Regions from separate parts of the Sus scrofa genome. Here region 1 is linked to region 2. Evidence: chromatin contacts called from public Hi-C data. All regions are on one chromosome and are shown on one strand. The core of a region is the stretch at or near the end of the contact, and the rest is flanking DNA. Distances in the headings are between cores, read along the strand shown.

What was found. Hi-C and Micro-C count contacts between places; a contact is called where the count stands out from the background.
Region 1: a contact with region 2 is called in a Hi-C map of retroperitoneal adipose tissue, with 1.9 times the contacts expected there. The contact joins two enhancer-like sites. A contact is called at or near these places in 5 of 47 Hi-C or Micro-C datasets (embryonic fibroblasts, heart right ventricle, mesenteric adipose tissue and 2 more).

Annotation. Positions count from the first base shown.
Region 1 is chr14:123,899,610-123,906,391 of Sscrofa11.1, forward strand. It overlaps HABP2 (hyaluronan binding protein 2), which reads left to right. Exons shown (of 13, transcript NM_001243690.1): 2 at 5,764-5,800. Among named protein-coding and RNA genes, the nearest start is that of HABP2, 9.0 kb to the left of the region's middle. Within about 2 kb of position 2,607, at least 21 of the 83 cell types and tissues checked have an H3K27ac peak or open chromatin away from gene starts, as enhancers often do. A contact at or near this core is called in retroperitoneal adipose tissue, where this site is marked.
Region 2 is chr14:123,748,064-123,754,821 of Sscrofa11.1, forward strand. No RefSeq gene overlaps it. Among named protein-coding and RNA genes, the nearest start is that of HABP2, 140 kb to the right of the region's middle. Within about 2 kb of position 1,293, at least 16 of the 83 cell types and tissues checked have an H3K27ac peak or open chromatin away from gene starts, as enhancers often do. A contact at or near this core is called in retroperitoneal adipose tissue, where this site is marked.

The sequences.
Region 1 (6,782 bases), core at 1,357-3,856, 150 kb after region 2:
CCCTGGTCTGTCTTGGTGGTGGGATTGGAAGGGAGGACAGGAAAGCTGAGAGAGGAGGAGTTCTCTTATGGCTCAGGGGGTTAAGGACCTGGTGCTATCACTGCAGTGGTTTGGGCCAAACAAAACAAAACAACACACACACAAAAACCCAGAAGGGAATGACTTTCTCACACTGTTTTGATATGATGTCACTTGTGTCCACGTGGTGGGCCTCAGACTCAACCCCAAGCCGCTCATTGGTTTGGTTTGTTCACTTACCTTTTCAAGGGGCTCCCAGGTGCATGAGCACATCCAGAAACGAGGGTTTGTTTTTATCCAATCTCCTTTTCCTGGATGCCCTCGCTTCCTAACCTTCAACCCCCTCCCGCCAAGCTCCTGGGATGACCCAGTTGTACCAATATTTACCACCAAGCTCTTGCCTAAAGAGTCGCCCATTGTGGGAGTTCCTGTTGTGGCTCAGCAGTAACGAACCCAACTAGTATCCACGAGAATGCAGGTGTGATCCCTGGCCTTGGTCAGTGGGTTAAGGATCTGGTGTTGCTGCGAGCTGTGGTGTAGGTCATAGACGTGGCTCAGATCCCAGGTTCTGGTGGCTGTGGCATAGGGCACCGGCTGCAGCTCCAATTTGCCCCCTAGCTCGGGAACCTCCATATGCTTTAGCAGGTGTGGCCCTAAAAAGACCAAAAAAAAAAAAAAAAAAAAAAAGTAGCCCATTGCAAATGCAGTGCTTGCTGCCCCCTGAGCAGACAAATCCCCTTGAATCAAACATTGGGTTGGTTAAGGGAATTCTTTTGTAATTGGGGAAACAGGTTTCAACAATTTGCAGAGGTGCGATGATGTCTCTCCAACGTCCCTGGCCTAAGAGCGGTATAACCAAGTGTGGCCGAGGGCAGAGTCGCTGGGGTGAGGGTTGAAAACGCACCCCAAGGAGATTATGCTGCAAATCAGTAAGACTCAGACACAGGATTCTTTTCTCTGCCCCTCCCTGCCCTCTATTCCAACCCTCCTGAGCCCAAAGATCACGAAACCTGCTCCCTGATGACTGGTGGGGAGACTGACATTGCCAAGGGTCTGCTCTTAACCAGGGAAGGCCAAAGTCCACGGCACAGATCCCTTGTGAAAGCCTGACTGTGGAGTAGATGGACCAGCAGTGGCATCTAGAGAGGTCTCTCTGAATCTACTGCAAAGCAACCACCTCCCCATGTGTAAGAAGCAGCTGCTTCCAGCCGTCTAGGAAGAGTGAGTGCAGTTGTGACCGCTCAGCCCTGCTGAGACGAGGAGTGAATGGGGCAGAAGAAGCAGGCCGTGGCTCGTGTGCCTTTTGATCCGGGTGGAGACGTTTGTTGGGATGTGTTGGTGACAGTGGACTGGCTAAGGCTCCAGCTGACTTTTTTTTTTTTTTTTTTTTTTTGTCTTTTTGCCTTTTCTTGGGCCGCTCCCGTAGCATATGGAGGTTCCCAGGCTAGGGGTCGAATCGGAGCTGTAGCCACTGGCCTACGCCAGAGCCATAGCAACGCAGGATCTGAGCCGCGTCTGCAACCCACACCACAGCTCAAGGCAATGCCAGATCCTTAACCCACTGAGCAAGGGCAGGGATTGAACCTGCAACCTCCTGGTTCCTAGTCGGATTCGTTAACCACTGCGCCATGACAGGAACTCCTCCAGCTGACTTTTGTACCTTCTCCAGCTGTCCCTGGGGCCTAGTGGCCCTCTCTGTGTCTGCCAAGCCCGGGCTAGTCTGGACAGGCCTTTCAGAAAGCTTTCTAAGAACAGGGGCCCAGTCTCTTCACCTGGCTCAATACCCTGCCTCTCTGTTTCCTTCTCCGCCATCCTTTCACTGCCACATCTGCGTGCCTGCTGCCCTCATCACTCACAGCAAGGGCTCTGGCATAAGACTGCCTCCCTTCTAGCCTGGTTCCAGCACTTACTAGCTGGGCTACTTTGTCTTAATCTCTGCAAAGGTGTTTTCTCACCTCTAAAGGCACTTCATCAATAATCCAGTTATTAAGGATTGTATGCAATAAATGAGACAAAATGCACATAAAGCATTTAACACAGTCCTTGGCACCTGTCAGGTCTTAATAAAGGTGAACTGGGATCACAGTTGTCCCCTCCTCCTCCTCCTCCTTTCGCATCGATGGGCTTCCTCTTTGGATTTGCAAGTCCCAGGACTAGAAGTTCTTATTTCTCCGTCTCTGGGGAAAAACAGAATGGGATAATGGAATGAAAGGAGGCAAAGACTGTGTCTACCCCTCACCCCCAACCTGGGCCATTACCCAAGTTAGTTTCAGGGTCCAGAGATCTGGCACAAATAACTGGCCAGAGGCCTGGCTTTCCCAGACGGTCCCCCAATATCCAGCCTGGGGTTTGGGCTGCCAGCCTCCACATTTCACCACAAACTCTTTCTGTGGGTGGATCCAGTGATTCACAAAATGAGGGGGCCTGCTGGGGCCTTGGGGCCCCCTGACATGCAGCTCAGGCTGCACAGCTGGGCAGCAGCTGCTTCAGACTCCCTGAGAGCCCATGGGATCTGCAGCTCCCACCCCCAAGCCCCAGAAGGTCCTGCTTTCTTTTTGTTTGGTTTCCTTCCGAGCACCAGCTCCGGCTGCTGGGAAGAGCACGTCTGCCACCTGCTGGCAGTGGGCAGCACAGCATCTGTCTGTCCCACAGGCTTCAATTTCTAGCTAAGATTTGGGGCTCTGGCCCTGGCACAGGTCCTGGAGGGCTGGGTCAAGACAGGTAGAGAGGGCCAGGCCCTGCCCTTCCAACAAGCTCTATGGAGGGAAGATGAGGCAGGGCAAAGGACCAGAACTACGGCCGAGATGACTGGCTGCAACAAGGGTGAGACTGAAGGAGGGGTGACAGGTGTCCTGAGGGGCCCCTCATGTCCCTTCTCTGAAATCTGCCTGGCACTCAAGCCCAAAAGTGCCAAGGTCAAACATCCCCTGTTCAAGCTCCCCAGGCCCGGGGATGCCCTTAGACTTGAAAGCCCCCTCCTCTGCCAACTCTTCTCCACCATCACCCCACCACCAAAAAAAAAAAAAAACCCCACCCCTCGTCTCACCTCCTGCAGAAACAGGGCAAAAGGGAATTGTGATGCCTTTAAACGGACACAATTTAAACAACAAGTGGCCTCTCTTGCTTGATCTGCATGACTTTCTCCTCCCCAACTTTTTATTTTGTGATTCGTCAAACCTCCAGAATGGTGGAAAGAATGGTACATGGACTATCGTTCACACAAACAGATGCAACACTGAGCGTGTGCCATGGTTGCTTTCTGTTGTGAGCTCTATGTAAAGTGACCTCTTATGCTTGTTTTTTTGGCTGGTCATTTGCTGAATCACTTACAGCTGAATTGCAGCCATGACCCTCCCCGCTTTAGCATCTTCTTAGGATAAGGACATTTTCCCATAAAACCACAGAACTGTTATCACCGTCAAGAAATTCAGCATTGACACACTAATAATCTCTAACATGTCTGTATTCAGATCCCCACTTGTCCCAATAATGTCCTTTAAGCCTTTTTTTTTTTTCTTTTTAAATCTGGGATCCAACCTAGGATTCCACACTGCATTTTGTTGTCATGTCTCTCTAGTCTTATTTAATAAAGAACAGTCTTCCCATCTTTTTTGTCTTTATGACACTGACAATCCTAAGCTAGTTGCTTTGTAGAAAGCCCACATCTTGGATCCACTGTGTTCCCTACAAGTGATGCAAGATGAGCAGTTTTGTCCAGAATTGATCTTGTTGACAGGTGGATCTTGTGCCCTCGTGTGGGATGTATTTTTCTTTTTACCATTTTACCCAAAGACGGCTGAAGAGGCTGCAGTAAAAGAGAAAATTAAAACATCTGCTGAGAGGAGTCCCCGTTGTGGCACAGTGGAAATGAATCCGACTAGGAACCATGAGGTTGCTGGTTCAATCCCTGGCTTTGTTCAGTTGGTTAAGGATCAGGCATTGCTGTGAGCTGTGGTGTAGGCTGAAGACATGGCTCAGATCCTGCGTTGCTGTGGCTGTGTTGTAGGCCGGCGGCTACATCTTCCATTTGATCTCTAGCTGGGGAACCTCCATTTGCTACAGGTGCAGCACTAAAAAGACAAAAAAAAAAAAAAAAAAAAAAAAAAAAAAAAAAGTCTGCTGAGGGTAGAGGAAGCAAACATACCAAACTGCCTAGACTGGGTACCAGGAAGATCCACCTCACCGATGGCAGCTTTCTGGCGGAGACCCAGAGCGAACGCCGTCGAGGGATAGAATTCTTGTATTTTTAAGTCAGAGGTCAGCAAACTTTGTAAAGCATCAGACAAGAACAACTGGGCACTACACTGTCTCTTTCACAGTTGCCCTGTCATTGCAACCTCAAAGCAGACGTAGACAGCACGTAAGCAGTTGGGGGTGCCTGTGCTCCAATAAAATGTTATTGACAAAAATGTAGCTGCTGTAGCTGCTGGGTTGGGCTCAAAGTCCTTTGTTTTAAGGGAAAGAAGATATTCCAGCTATTAAATGAATAAAACATTCTTTTCCTGGTAAGGACTGCATTCTACAAAACAAAACTATTCCTATCATATTTTCAGCAAAACTTTTCCAGGCATGGCATGTGCCAAGCGCTGTGCTCAGTACTGGGTGAATGCACAGTGATGAAACAGACCAGAGCCTCAAATTACTGGAGGGCAGCTTTGGATGTGAAAGATAGATAACATGCAAATGAACACATAGAAAACTACAAGCTGAAATAAGGACCGTGGAGGAAATGAATGGGTGCAGAGACGAAACAATGGGGGGTGTGTTGTATTGATGGGGAGGCGGGGAAGATGACATTTAAGCTGAGATGATGTCTAGTGATGGTCACGGAGGAGAGCTTTCTATGCAGAACGGCCTGTCCAGCAAGTGCAAAGGCCCTGAGGTGGAAAGAGCCTGGCTAGTGCCATTTTGAACGCAGATGTGGCTAGACTTTAGTAAGGGACAACAGGAGAGAGGGGGATGGGAGGAGCTTTATAGGTCCTGGCAAGGGTCCGTATTTTATGCCAAGGACAATGAGGAGTAACTGGAGGATTGAAGCGTCCATTCATCTCCAGCCTTAAGGAGCCATCACTGAGGCAATCGCCTGGACTTGGGCGTGAGTGAATCTGAATCCTGTCACAGCTGTGTGAGCGCTGAGCCTCAATTTTCTCATCTGTTAAGCGGGCTGATAAAGCTTCCTCATAGGGTTTTTGTAAGAGTTAAATGCAGCACTGTACAGTCAGGCAGAGGCAACACGCAATCCATGCTGATTCCTGTAACTGACAGGACGGTCAGGACCTGGTGGCCAGGTTCCAGTATGGGACAGGTAGGTGCAGGCACTGCATGTCCCAAAAGGAAAAAAAATCTCAGGGAAGTGAAGGAGTTCCCTGGTGACCCAGTGGTTGAAGATCCAGTATTTGCCACTGCCATGGCTCGGGCCACTGCTGTGGTGCTGGCACGATCCTGGGAAATGCCATGTGCCACAGGCACAGCCAAAAAAAAAAAAAAAAAGCACTGCGCGTCCATACTGGGGGGAGAAAGATGTTTTGGATGCTCAGCCAGCACAGAAAGAGCGGGGACAGCTTCAAATAGACCCCACCCCTCTTCTCTCCAATCCACACCCCCCCCATCGGAAAGTACCCATTGCTCCCACGCCCTGGATTTGACCCCGGGAAAGGCTCCACTCACCTCCCAGGCGCCCAGGAAGGTGCCCAGCCAGTTCAGAGGACTCACGCTTCCTCCGTTCTGTGTCATTTTGTTTTTCAGTTCTCCCTCCTGTCTCTACTCACAGACCTGGACCCAGGTGAGTGCTTGGCGGACCACCTTGGGGCTGCCCACCTCACAGGCTGATCTGGGGAATGGGGGAAACGGGGCTTACACACGTGAGTGTGGGTGCAACCGCAGCATTCCAATGGCTCAGAAGTGTCATGGGGCCCTTTGAGGATTTTCCCAGAGAAATGCAGCCCTGGGTGTTTGTGTACACACACACACACACACACACACACACACACTGGTTCACACAGTTTTGAGCTGCCTGTGGGTGCTGTGATGTCCAGTCTCAGGATCCCAAGGGAAAATTGCTGAAGGCATTAAACCCCTTCATTTCACAGAAAAGGAGACTGAAGCTCAGAGAGGGGAGGCAACTTGCCCCAGGTCACACAGCACATTAGAGACTGTGATGAGGCAAAGTGAGGATGTCTTTGCCAATGGCTCCATGCAGGCCAACCCCGTGCCACCCCTTTCTCTTCATCCCTTTTGGTGGGGAGCCAGCAACCCTATGCTGAGAGGATGGTGCCATGCAGGCAGCCCCCGGCCGGCCCCCCTGCTGCTGATGCCCCCCCCCCACTGTTGTCCCCTCCATGCAGTCTATTTCCCCAGTGTTCTTTCACACAGGCTCCTAATCCTATGTCCTCTGCCTGTGCCTCAGCCATGCCTGGGCTGAGCAGAGCTGCTCCTTCATGCCACATTGTCTGCTCCTGGTCTCTGTCTCTGGGTCCGAATCTCCCTTTGCTGCTCTGAGATCCAAGGGAGAAAAGTCCACTCACTACCCCATTGGGGCAGAGGGTGGCTTCCCCATGGGGTGTGGCATTGGTCACCAGCAGAGGACCAGAGCCAGGCAGACAGCACGTGGCGGTGACCATCACATCTAAACTTTGGAGCAAAGATGGTGATAATTGGGTCAAGTGCAGCTTGATAGTCAGGATTCTCTAGCAGCAAAGCCCTGGATGAGAAGACAGGCTTGCACCGGCTCAAGGCAAGAGATGCCTGGACCTTGTCCTGCCCCG
Region 2 (6,758 bases), core at 43-2,542:
TTAAGGCATCCTTCCTGTTGCAAAGATAAATAAATAGAAATTCAGATATTCATGGAGAATTGGACTTTCATTTCCTTCTTCCTCGTTAGAACCTATTTCAGCCCTCCCCACCCCCCAACCACCCCCACCTCTTTTTCATGTCTTCCCTTTTCCTCTTGCACTAACTCTTTAAGAAAGAAAAAGAGGCGTGAATCAAACAGCAGTGAGAACCTTTGGGGTGGGGGCGGACTCCTGTGAATGTATTTAGAAATAAAATGCAACTCTTCCTTTCACCTTAAAGAGCATTTCAGAGGCCCTGCTCTCAGGCCCTCAGTAATGAGAAAGAGGCAGGATTGTGATTTACTTTTGTAGTTTAAATAGACTTAGAATCCAGAGAAATTGTTTTGTGCTAATTCTTCTCTTTCTTTCTCCCTTCACCCGACTTCTCAAAGAAAGACTTTCCCAAAGTAGCTGGTGGTTTCCAGTGCGATAAGGTAAAATAGGGAGAAAGTTTTGTTGTGGTTTTCTTTGTCCTGCTTTTTCCCCACTTCAAGAATCTGAGGCCCCACGGAAATCCTTGGAGGATGCTTGGCGAATATGGACCATTATAAATGAAATCCAAATCAAAAGCATCATCGCACCGGCTCCTTTAGGTTCTTAAGCAGAAGAATGTTCTGATCACTGAAGCCATTTCAGGGCCCGAAATTAGAAAGTAATAAAAAATATCACACTCTCCCTGGTGGGTAGTTCATTTAATTGGTTCCCCAGCAGGAGGCCAGCCCCAAGTCAGAAATGCTTACTCTCTAGCTCTCTGCTTCGGCAGGACTGCATGCAAACACGACCAGATAAGTAAGCAGTCGAGTGAAGGGAAACCAGAAAACCAGGGACAAATGCAGAAACAAATAGCTTGGGGCTAGAAAGAATAAAGAAAATGCATTAGCCCCCAGTTTCTGAAACACAGAAATTTGCGCACCACCAGACAGATGGCAAGTTTATGCGTTTAGATCAGCTTGGACCAACGTCTCTGTTTAGGACTGAAGTTATTCTTGGGATTAAATTCTGGCTGCAGGATGTTCTTGGGGAGAAAATGGACTGTGCTCACAGAATTCTGACAGTTTGGGATTTGTCTTAAAAGACTGGCCAGAGCTTTGATTCAAAGTCTGCTCTTGGCCTAAGCGCAGCTTTCCCGGCCGGTCCAGTTAAAGGATTTCGAATCCGGAGGAGTTGGGACTTGGCTGTGTCAGCCACAGGGACCACAGAGCCTGATGCTCTGCTGCCACCTTCTGTCCCAGCCATCGCACCAGGAGGCTGTTAAACTCTGGGCCGTCCAGAAAACCCGGTGACTGTCCCCCCTCTGCCTTTGAGAGTCAGCCCTGGATACGCTGCATCCTGAGGCACTCACGATCCCTCCTGTCCACCTGGAGGCTCAGGCTCTGGGTGTGGCCCTTGGAAATGGCCTCTTCCAGAAGGAAGCAGAACATCAGCTTGTTTGCCCGCCTCCCACTCTCTGGCTGTCTGTCTCTCCCTCCCAGATCTCAGAGATCTCGAACTTTCCATAGGTAGAAGGGTCTGGAAAACGAAGTTGAAGGCAAAGACAGGGCTTTTTGTTTTCAAACGTCAGCACACGCTTGTCTAAATCACTGCCAAAGACAAATGGGATGAAGTGGAGGAAAGGAAAAGTGAGATTGAATAGCAGGAAAAAAGCCCTGACAGCAAGATCTATCGCCCTGTGGAGCGGCGTCCCCAGGGGTGAGCTATGGGTAGAGATATTTAAAACTCGAGTGGACAAAACATTAGACCCTTCCCTGCAGGGAACAATTCGACAGCAGCTCCTGGGACCTGACCCTGGTGAGCATAGAGGTCCTTCCCAACTCTAATTTTTTATGATTTCTCAATCGACTTCCCTTTCTATAAAAAGCACTCGGTTGCAGCTGCGGAATCCAACCGCTCCGATGTTCACCGTAGGTGAGGATGGTTCCAGTACACTTTCCTTTCTGTGCAGCAGGAACAATGCCTGACACCTACTCTCTTTGCGCCAAAGGAAAGCAAAATTCACATAATTAAGCTTCTAGATACGTGGTTTAGGCAGGGGATGGAGGAGCCCGGCCCTTGACAGCTGGCCAAGAAGTGATCAGAGCAGCCTCGGCTTCACCGCACAGCCTTTGGCAAATGCTTACTCCTCCCAAATCGCCTTGGTCCGTGTGTCTCACCTGTCAGGATGATGCTCTCTGAAGCCAGTTGTGAACTTTTTGGAAGGACGGTGAGGCGGAAGCTCTGCCCCTCACGGCTAACGGTGCCTTCTTTGTGTGGATTTTATACATCTCAGCCGCAGGCTTGAACTGGGGGAGACAAAAGGGAGCAGAGAGAAGTGGGCTGCGGAATCGTGGGCTCCGCTTGTACTCTTTAGGGTGACTTGGTTCAACTGTCCAACCGATAATGATTAGGTTCCCCTTAACTGCCAGGCGCTGCCAGTTGGGAGCTGGTGTGTCAAAGTGGAGGTGAACAAAGACAGAGAAGAAAACAATGGAGTCCTTGGGTTGCATCTCTCAGTGGCTCTTAACTCTTTTTAGGGGAAGGTAGAGCATCCTGTATTCTGCAAAGCATCACCCGATCTGGCCCCTGCCTGCTTCTCTGATCTTGTCTAAGCCCTTCCTCTGGGTCCCCTTCTCATTTCATTGGTGAGCTCTGTTCCTTCTCTTTGCAGTGCCTGCCTGGGTGCTCAGCCCCATACTCACCTGGTCTTGGGAGTTCTCTTGTGGTGCAGCGGGTTAAGGATCTGGAATTGTCTCTGCAGTGGCTCGGGTCACTGCTGTGGCATGGGTCTGATCCCTGGCCCAGGGAACTTCCACGTGCTGAGGGTGCAGCCAAACAAACAAACAAAAAACCTCGACTGGTCTTCTTCCTACACCTACCTACCTACCTTCCTTCCTTCCTTCCTTCCTTCCTTTCTTTCGTTCTTTTTTTCTTTTTTGGCTGCAGAAATAGACGTGAGAGTCTAGCTGTCTTCTATTAAGCCAGACATTGAAAAGATTTGTAAAAATATAAAACGATGCCATTTTTTCACTACTTTTCTATTTTGGAAAATACAGCACGTTCTTCACGAAAATGTTGTGCTAACATGTAATGGATATACTGTAGTGGTTTTTAAATAACTCTTTTAAAAATTTTAATTTTTAGATTGGTAAATACTGATAGATATAACCCACATAAACAAAAGCTCTTCGAGGTCTGTAATAGTTTTTCCTCCCGCCCCTTTCACCTAGTTAATGTTTCTCATCTCTTAGTTCCCAGCCAAAAGGTCTTGTACACAGAGAAGTCTTCCCAGGCCTCTTGGCTGATACCAGGTCTCTCGAGTGCATGCTCTCTTGGCTCTTCTCCATCAGAGCCCACAAGACAAGGACAGCTAAGGAATCCAGGACTCAGGGGTCACTGTCTGTTTCCTCCACCGGAGGTCCATCTAGCAAGCAGGCCCCTTGCCCATCTTCCTGATCTGGGCTCCCCAGAGCCTCCCCCAGGGCCTTGTTCATAGTGCGTCTGTTGAAGAGATGAACAAATGAAAGGCTGAATTAATGAAGTGCTGTAACACTGGTGGTACGAAGTGCTGTTGGATCGCAAAAGAAGAGATAATGAATTCCACCTGGAAGGGGTTCCTAGAGGGATTTGCAGTTGCGCTGGGTATTTTTTTAAACCATCTGTGTTTTACTGAGATATAATTGACATGTAGCATTGTTCAAGTTCAAGGTGTACAGTAGAATGACTTGACTTACATATATTGTGAAATGATGACCACAATAAGTTTAGTTAACATCTGTCATCTCATATGGATACCAAAAAAAAAAAATAAAAAAAAGAAAAGAAAAAAAATTTTTTTTCCTTGTGATGAGAACTCTTAGGATCTGTCCTTTAACAGCCTGAGCTTCGACTTAAGGAAAAATTTAGTTTCCCTGTTGAGAAGGGCGGAGGGCCAGTTCTATAGGGTGCACCCTCTAGCCAGCCTAGCAATAAGCAGTAATTTCTTATTATAAAATAATACCTATCTGTGGTAAGAAATTCAAACACTACTGAAATGTACAAATACTGCAAATTACCAACCTTACTCCCTGGCCACACCCTCTTGGCTTACCCATCAGTCACAGTGGGGGTTTCCTTCTTCCTGTCCATACTTTTTTTTTTTTTTTTTAACACTTCTCCCAACCCCCTCCTATCATAATGAAATTATTTTAGATAATGTTTTATTCCACCCAAAAAGGTGTCGCTGCATGGTCCCAGAGAAGAGCCTGAAGCTTTTTTTTTTTTTACTTAACTTGGATCTTGGGCCAGTCTGGAGATGTTTGTAGACAATTGCTTATTTCCCAGGAGCTTTTGGAAGATGCACTGGAAGAGATTTTTACATTGTTGCAATAAAGCAGGTCTGGCCGGATTTCCCACCTCTAAGAAGCAGAACTTTTGGTCTGGAGAGACCATTTAATAGGTTGGATTCTATTACAAAGAGGATTAAAAAACAAGATGTACCAGGAAATCTAAATAGAATGGAAAACATGAATAGTTTCAACGTATTTATTCTCCATAATTCCCAGGTTCAGAGAGCTGACATATGTTGAGTGTCTGGGGTTGGGCTAAGTGTTCTGCCTGTGTGGTTTCATGGGCTCTTCATGACATCCATACGAAGTGGGTCCTTGTTGTTATCATCCCCATTTTGCAGATGAGGGAGTTAAAGGAGAAATTAGGTAACTTTTCCTAAGGGCAGCAAAACAAGCATCAGAGCTGGGGCTTGAGCCTAGACAACCTGGCACTGGAGCCTGCAAGCTTTCCCACTAGGCTGTCCGGCCTCTGGTTGAGTCCAGGAATGGGGCATACGGACTCAGAATTCCTAGCTCTATCCCCTCCTGGCTTTGGGAACTGGAAATATTTGAATTTCTGAGTCTCAGGTTCAACTCTTAAAAAGTGGGGTTAATAATTACAAATGTTCATTGGACTAGGAATATGTGGTATATATACACAATGGAATACTACTACTCAGCCATAAAAAATAATGACGTAATGCTCTTTGCAGCAACATGGATGGAACTAGAGACTCTCATACTAAGTGAAGTAAGTCAGAAAGAGAAAGACAAATACCATATGATATCACTTATATCTGGAATCTAATACTTGGCACCAATGAACCTTTCTACAGAAAAGAAACTCATGGACTTGTAGAATAGACGTGTGGTTGCCAAGGGGAGGGAGTGGGGTGGTTGGGAAGCTTGGGGTTAATAGATACAAACTATAGCCTTTGCAATGGATTAGCAATGAGATCCTGCTGTGTAGCACTGGGAATTCTGTCTAGTCACTTATGATGGAGCTTGATAATGTGTGAAAATAGAATGTAGTGGGAGGGATCGGGAGCTTGGGGTTATCAGATACAACTTAGAATAGATTTACAAGGAGATCCTGCTGAGTAGCGTTGAGAACTATGTCTAGATACTCATAGTACAACAGAACAAAGGGTGGGGGAAAAATGTGTACATGTAAGGATGACTTGATCCCCTTGCTATACAGCGGGAAAAAAAAAAAAAAAAGAATGTATACATGTATGTGTAACTGGGTCACCATGCTGTACAATAGAAAAAAAATTTGTATTGGGGAAATAACTATTAAAAAATAATAATAAAATGAAAAAATAAATAAATGAGGTCAGTGAAAGACAAAAAAAAAAAAATGTGGGGTTAATTGTCATCCCACAGGGTCTTCGGGCCGCTAAATGGAATGTGGAGCTATTTGGTTAACTCTAGCACATACTAGCATTTTCAGGAGTGCCTCTTAGCTGATGTCACAGTGGCGCTCTTCAGGATGGCTCAAGTTGGCTGAGAATGATGCTGAATGAGAGAAAACACCCACATCAAAGCAGGGGTGGGTGGGAACGAGAGTTGTCCTTCCTGCCCAGCTATCTCCTCTGGCCCTCATCCTCATCCTCCATCTCCAACTGCATCATCATTATTGTGGTAGATTTGGGCCAACTTTTTTCCAAACTATTATTTGATTGTCTTTGTCAAGTAATTTGTGCTTATCGTAAAAAGTCAAAAAATGTAGAAAAGTAAAATAGCCATATTTTTAAAATGCTCCCCTGTTTTCAAAGTACTTAATCTTTTGGTTCTTGGCATGTTGGATGATAGAATCTGTATTACCCAGAACAGATTTTTTATTTTTATTATTTTATTATTTTTTTAATTTTAATCTTATTTTTTATTTTAGCGGCACATGGAAGCTCCCGGGCTAGGGGTTGAGTCAGAGCTGCAGCTGCCAGCCTACACCACAGCCACAGCCAGGCAGAATCTGAGCTGCATCTGCAACCTACGCCACAACTTGTGGCAACACCAGATCCTTAATCCACTGAGGAAGGCCAGGGATTAAACCCGAATCCCCATGGATACCAGTAGGGTTCTTAACCTGCTGAGCCGTAACGGGAATTCCCAGAACAGATATTTTTAAATGGCATATAAATCCCATCCTAACCCTGAGTCTTGTTGAGGAAAGTCCTGTTGTGAGACATTAGTAAGCATAATAAATAGGGAAAGAGAACTTCTTGAACAAAGTAGGTGGGCCTCCCAACCCTAGGAGCCTGGAATCAGATTTTTCTCCTGCTTGTACATGTTTCTTCAATACCAGGCAAGGGGGAAGCTGGCCTTGGTTTATAACATGCCCTGTGAAATGTCCACTTTTTTTTTTTTCTTTAAAAATCCAAACACTCACAGAGAATGTAAATAGGCCTCCCCTCCTGCTCCATGGCCTCTTTCCTC